2 separate regions of the Rattus norvegicus genome follow, and region 1 is linked to region 2. A link is a contact called in public Hi-C data. All regions are on one chromosome and are shown on one strand. Each heading gives the region's core, a stretch centred on a gene start, on an enhancer-like site or on the middle of the called end of the contact. The rest is flanking DNA. Distances are from core to core; before and after follow the strand shown. Region 1 has its middle 26 kb from the start of Lpal2. Region 2 holds the start of Magohb (mago homolog B, exon junction complex subunit).

Region 1 (3,751 bases), core at 841-3,340, 140 kb before region 2:
ACAATGGGCGTTGAGGTATGTAACACTCTTCCTTGCTTTTCAGACCCTTTTCCTCCTACTACGTTATCTCATCTAGCCTTAAAGTAAGAGTTTGTGCCTGGTCTTACTGTCTCTTTTGTAGTGTTCATGTAGATCCCTAGGAGACCTGCTCTTTTCTGGCAGAGACTAGGAATTTGGAGGACTTACTTGAGAAGGCATATCTCCACTACAAAAGCAACCGGGTATAACATCTGATAAAGGCTGAGATTAGTTCTTTAGACTATCCTACACCATAATTAAGGAAAATAGGGAAGACTGGGGAGCTGAGGGCACTCATTATGACTGCTTAGAGAAGGAATGCAAAACAATCAAACAGGTTAGCCCTGCTTCCACTCCCACGACAAAAACACAAACATCCACCTCCACAAAATACACACATACTCACACACAGAGAGACAGACAGACAGACAGACAGACAGACAGACGTACACATACAGTCACGCACACACACTCACATTCACACACTCACTCATAGTAAGTCAAAGAAAACAAAGCCTACACGGGAAAATGACTTTACTAAAAAACACAAGTAGAAAAGAAAAAAATGGGAAAGTACACAGAAAGCATAAATTCCAATGGGGGGTGGGGGTCAATCATTATAACTGTCTTCAAGAATTCAAGCAAAATCAAGTGACAATAATAAGTCCACCAGGTAAAAGTCGACTAAAGGATTTAAAATAAGTACCATCCATGTAAGTACTTGCTGTTTAAACAGCAGTGACTAGTAGAAAATAGGAGTTTTTGAAAAACCTTTTCACAAAACCTCAATGTCAGATCTTTAAAAGAAAATCAGAAGATTTTTGAGAGTTAATGGAGGCACAACAAAGAGCAATAATTCAAGTTTAAGGCTGAGAAGATTATTCTAAACTGTCAATTCTCTCTAGATTGTTCTATCCAGTCATAAATCGTAAGACTTTTTCCATAAGATTTAAATATTCTAAAATTAATCTGCCCTCTTCTCTGCATCTCAACCACCTTGATAAAAGAAAGAAAAGTGCTTGAAAGTGAAAAGGGTACTCAGGGATACCCACAGTGGATTATTAAATGCACAGTAATTGAGTATATGCTGGCAATCCAAGTGCTCTTCAACATACGATTAGACAGAGCGCTTTTCTGATTCGATCGCTGAGCTAAAGAACTAGTAAAATGCTAAAAGAACTCCTTAATGCCTCAAAAAAGGAAAATGAACCATTACAGCCCACGGGCTCAAAAGCAGACAGGGCTTAGTGGAACATAGAGGAAATAACGTGTACAGAGCTTCTCTGACGTTCAGGAGTGTTCTGGAAGTAGGAGGCAGAAACAGGAAGTTCTCACGGAGGTTTGAGTAAATGAGGTCTGGTCCTAGGAGTGTGACCTTGGGCAGCACATTCTTATAAAGAGAGCAACTGGGGATTTAGCTCAGTGGTAGAGCAGTTGCCTTGCAAGCGCAAGGCTCTGGGTTCGTTCCAAAAAAGCCAAGGTACCTGGCAGAAAATGCTTCTAAAGGGTGAAGAACAACAAGTCCAAGGAAATCAACCATAAAAGGGCAGAACCACACTAGATACAGTGCTATAAGGTAGATTCCTAAATGACCAAGTAATGATTGTTTGAGATAGTATTGAGAAAATAAGCAACTCCTTGTGGGAATAGTATGTATTAGCCAACCCTGTTAGGGAGAACAATATTTGATGAGACATCAGAAGATCTTAGATTCTCTTCCTAGATACATTATTGTCCAGCCTTGAAATTCAATTTACTTAGAACTTGATTTTTATATGTGAAATTGAAGAGGAAGGGGGCTTCCAGATGAAAGTGTATTAAGTAATGATTTCATTCAAGCTCAGGCCACAAATTCAACTTTACAAACCAAAGCAACTTGGGTTCACTCTCCCAGCACTAAAGGAGGAGACTCATAAAGACTGGAATGCACTTTGCTTGGCTTCATTCCCCTTTTGATTTCTCAGCCTTAGTTTCATTACCGAAGAAATCCACAGGGTGGCAATAACACTGAATCAAAGTAACTGGAGAGTTAAGAGTCTCAGAAAACGTATTCTTCAGAAGCTAATGTTTACAGTTCTCCCTTCCCTGTTTTTATGAAGTCACCAGGCTGCTGGAGCTGGTAGAACAAAGGCCACACACAAAGCCTGAGAGTGGGAGCAATGACTCCCAGGAGAGGTCCAGCTATGATCTAGGCCTTTTGCCACACAAAGCAGGCTTTACAATTCTCATACTGATTCGAAAGAAAGACAAGTGACAGACTGGAGGGGGAAGATAAGCTACTAAAATACCAAGTTATTGAAAGTAAGCCATGGAGGTAGAATTCCATCTTTAGCCAAATGCCTAGGATCCTTAACCTACAGCAAGCTGACACCTCTGAAAAGAACTAACCCCAAGGGCCCTTCCTTCCTCACCATGCTCACTGGTACAGGAAATAATGTTTTTACTGTTTTCTTTATAAAAGAGAGGATGTGTCATCAAGCTGACTCATTTTTAGCGCAGGCTAATATAAATCATGTTCTAGTCACTACAAAACACCACAGTTCTAGCAATGCCCACTTTGGGTTTTATATCAGGGTCACTCACATCTGCATCTTGCAGCTTAAACAGCCCATGAGGAGCTGGGAGTGTGGCTCAATAACAGAACACTTTTCTAACGGGTATCGATCTCTAGGTTTAACCCTTGGCACGAGGAAATAAATAAAGTCCTCCCCACACACACATACACACTGGTTCTTATCTTAATGGAGAAACAACAGAATGCCATCCAAAGTGAGTTAAAAGAAGAAAGATAGCATTTAAAGTAACTATAGGGTTTCAAAGTATCCAAGGTTAAAAGACTTCTTTGATACAAAAAGATTGAAATAAAATATCAGAAAAGCACCTGGAATCATTGTAATCTGTCATACAGGATGCAATGGCTCATTTTAACTGTTACCTGGACACAGCCTAGAGTTAGCTGGGTAGGGAAGTGAAGGATAGTCTAGATCAGGTGGGCCTGTGGCTAGTCCTTAGGGAATTGTCATGGTTATGTTAATTGATGTAGGAAGACCAAGTCTAAAAAGTTAGTCACACCATTCTGTAGGGTTTTTTTTTTTTAAGATTTATTTATTTTATGTACATGAATACACTGTCACTGTCTTCAGACACACCAGAAGAGGGCATCAGATCCCATTACAGATGGCTGTGAGCCACCATGTGGTTGCTGGGAATTGAACTCAGGACCTCTGGAAGAGCAGCTAGTGCTCTTAACTACTGAGCCATCTCTCCAGCCCCCATCCTCCAGGTTTGATTCCTAAACTGTATAGGATCAGAAAGGAAGCTAAGCTGCAAGTGTGGGTGCATTTGTTTTCTCTGTTTTTAAACTGTGGATGTGCCTAGCTATTTCAAAACTTGCAGCACTGTGAATTCCTTGCATTGATGGACTATATCCTGCAACTGTGAGTAGAAATAAACTCCTTCCTTTTCTCCGCGTCCTTTTATCAAATGTCTTATCGCAGCAGCAGAAATGAAACTAGAACACGGACCTCATGATCCAACAAGATTACACACAACCAGAAGTGACAGTTCATGCTTCTAGTTCCAGCACTCCAAAGACTGAAACAGGAAGATATCAGTGTGTTCAAGATCAGCCTGCACTGCAGAGTGAAACCCAATCCCCTTCCAAAAAGTAAAACGCCTGAAATGTGAAATGCTCTAAAGTCAAAGCTTTACCACCATGACACCACGAGCATGA
Region 2 (3,397 bases), core at 120-2,619:
ACCAGGACTTTAAGAGTGGACACTGGGTGCAAGTTCACTGTCATTTTTGTGCTCTCCAAGACCATTCCACACTGGAATGTTCCGTACTTCTCCAACTTAAACTATCCCTGCAAATACCTAGGGTACAAACTATTAATCCTTACCGATTCACAAGTTGTATTACACTATGAAAAACTCTTATAACTGTCTGGACTCTTCAGTTTCATGTGCTATTTGAACATCAACCCCCCACCAGAGAGATACATTTTACTTTGTGTCTTAGTCAAGGCTGTTAGCCACTGGATACTGTGAAGCATTATCCAAAGAGACTCTGGTAGATTGTGATCCAGTTGCCACTGAAATGTATCTTTACTCACTTCACCAGTTACAGGAAGTGGAGCCACACCCAACTTTACAATGTGCTTGGAGATCAGAGATACCCACCCTAAGTACAGCTTGTAAACCTTAGTTCAAAACTCAGAAAAATACACACCCATACCATAGGGCAACCAGAAAGTAAAAATGGTTTGCATATGTTCCTCCCAAGCCCATTTAAATAACTAGAAGCAAACAAAGAAAACCCCAAGCTATTTGTTCTTTTCTAAAATACTGTGAAATATGCAGGAAAATGGACAAATCTGTCAATTATTATAGTTAAGTGAGGTAACCGTGAAGTATTAATGCAAATCTTGTATAGGGATCTTAGCTTTTGTATGCGTGTATTTATGTGCTTGTGAGTATAGGTTATTAAACCTGAGAGGATACTGCGGGTTGGTTAAAGAAATGGAGTGGGAAGAGTAACAGGATGCATTTAACAAGAAAGTGCAGCGGGAATAACTGGGACAGAAGAATTGGAGACAGTATATGAGGGAGAGGTGTATGGAGTGAGGTTCAATCAAAACAATATACAATGCCACAATGAAATCTGCGACTTTGTACCAACCATCGCGCTCATGCAAGCAATCTTTATAAAACTCGGTGATTCTCCCCTCAACACAGACATACAGGAGATGTAAAAGCACAGGAGGGCTTATTGGTAAAAGCGGTTCTGCAGGAGAAGGGATGGTGGAAGGTAACGTGGTGGGGGCGACTAAAATTCATCATATACGTGTATAAAACCGTCAGAGTTAAAAAATAAATATCGAAGCATATAAAAAATCTTAAAAAAAAAAAAAAAGAAAACAAAGCGCTTGAGATTGTGGTGAAGCGGCTCCAGCGCAAACCTTCAGAACTGAGGGTCTCTCGCTTTGTCTTCAGTTCTCCCGGCTTTCGTTCCCTACCGGAGTAAGCGCGCCCTCGTTGACGCTCTTTGCCCGCGCCTGCGACGTCACTACTCCGCGCCGGCGGCACGTTGGACCGGCGGTATACCGGGCTTTACCGAGGGCAAAAATGGCTTTGGCTAGTGATTTCTACCTGCGGTACTACGTCGGGCACAAGGGCAAGTTTGGGCACGAGTTTCTGGAGTTCGAGTTTCGGCCGGACGGTGAGCGGCGGAGAGGCTGCGAGGGAGGGCGAGCCGCCCAGGGAATGGGTTTCTGTTTTTTTTTTTTTTTTTCCCTTTCTTATTTCAATGTACTTGTTAGTTTTGAGTCAGGGTCTTGTGTAGTGCAGGCTGACCTCGAACTCACGATTCTCTTGCTTCAGCCTTCGGGATAGTGGGATGGCAGGCATGTTACAACGCTCCAGACTCCAGAAGAACCGGTTTGGAGGGTTTCATACCAATGTTGGAAGAGTTTGCTTGTGTAGCACGCCTGCGCAGTGCTTGTAAGAGAAAAAAAAATGCTGTAAAGTAATTCAGAAAAGCGGATCTTGCCACTGTCAGAAAAATTGAACACACAGGAATCGGAAACTTAAGAGCAGAGAACCTGTGCTTCGGGAGTGTTAACAGAATTATCAAAAGACACATACTCTAGCGGATGCTTGTAATCTTTAGGTGGCCTTTTTGGCCTACTCATTCATTCACTATCTGTGTTAAGACTGCTTTGTAGGGGAGGAACCCCGTGTCTGAACACGGGAGTGTGATATGTGTCAGGTTTGAAAGACAATTCTTCACCAGTGGATGATGGACAAAGGTAAGGGAGTCAATGAATGCTCCCAGAAGCTCTTTTTGTGCTGCCTTCTAGATAGTTGGTCAGCTCTGTGTAGATGAGTCTGAATATCTCCTTCCTAGCCACCAGCTGTCAGAACACTTTCAGGTGGACAGTGAATACAAACTTTGTACTTTCTCGGAGAAGCAAATGGCCACAGAGGTAGCTACTGATGCTCTGGGTGAAGAGTGGATGGATGGGTTGTGTGGTCCCAATCACAAAAAGGACTGAGAATGACAAACGGTTTTACCATGAAGCAAGGCTTCTTGACCCAGTGCAGAGTACACCGGTTATTGTTAAAAAACAAAAATGATATTGCTGAACTGAGCCCCTGTCCCTCTGTACTTGGGTCTCAAAGAGCTAGCAGAATCCTAAAGTGTTTCAGTGTCTCTAAAGAAGATGATGTCTGCTCGTGCACCGTTGAAAAGCCCTTGAACAAAGACTGTAAGAAATCCAGGAAGAAAGCACGCAAGACCCAAACATCTAGTTACTTCATATGTCCTGGAACACCACCAACTCCAGTGTATTGTTCTGAAGAAACAATGCACTAAGAAAAATAAAGTAGCTACAGAATGAGCTAAACTTTTGACCTAGAGAATGAAGCTAGAGAAAAATACTTGGAACAGATTTCTAAGAGACGTAGGCTGTCCTCAATGGGAGCTTCTAATTTTGAGTATTAGTCCAGTAAACAATAAGTGTTTAAGAGTAAGAAATAAATGATCAGACCTTGAAAAACAAAAACAAACAAACAAACAAACAAAAAAAACCAACCAAACAACAACAACAAAAAAGGCTTTGCCTGAGTCTTTAATCCTAGCATTCTGGAGGCAGAGTCAGGCAGATGGAGTTTCAGAAAAGCCAGAGCTACACAGAGAAACCCTGTCCCCCGAACACAAAGATTCCCCCTACAAAAAAGAACCTTCCTCTAGAAGATGAGATACTTGATTGAGATAAAAACAATGAACCTTCTTGGTTTCTGGATGAGAGAAAACCCAGAAGAGAACAGAATTAGCAGGGATTTGTTGAAGCCCCTGTGTAGTGTAAGGCAATTCTTACCTGTACCAAGAATTTTTATTTGTGAATGTTCATTGTGTAGTCGGCAGTATATAAATGTCAAAGCCGAAGGTAGTTGGGAGATAAACATTTAACCTACGATAGGATAGTATGGATTTTATTTAAGTGCTTTGTGCAAGTTTTGCACAAGGTTCTTTGAAACGTAAGGAAAGGATCATGTATTCCAAAGGTTTGGAGCGTTTAGGAAGAAGTCAGCATAGCAGTCAGTGTCCTGCCGTTATTTTGAAACTTAATAACTTCAACCTTGTTTTCCAAAT

Evidence for each region. A called contact is a pair of places that touch in the nucleus more often than the background predicts.
Region 1: a Hi-C map of Schwann cells shows a contact between it and region 2, with 2.2 times the contacts expected there. The contact joins the enhancer-like site here to the promoter of Magohb in region 2. A contact is called at or near these places in 3 of 12 Hi-C or Micro-C datasets (the A7r5 cell line, Schwann cells and frontal cortex).

What each region holds. Positions count from the first base shown.
Region 1 is chr4:166,910,615-166,914,365 of GRCr8, reverse strand. No RefSeq gene overlaps it. Among named protein-coding and RNA genes, the nearest start is that of Lpal2, 26 kb to the left of the region's middle. Within about 2 kb of position 2,090, at least 35 of the 93 cell types and tissues checked have an H3K27ac peak or open chromatin away from gene starts, as enhancers often do. A contact at or near this core is called in the A7r5 cell line and Schwann cells, where this site is marked.
Region 2 is chr4:166,771,312-166,774,708 of GRCr8, reverse strand. Magohb (mago homolog B, exon junction complex subunit) reads left to right here and starts at 1,369. Exons shown (of 5, transcript NM_001191105.1): 1 at 1,369-1,462. The coding sequence starts at 1,369.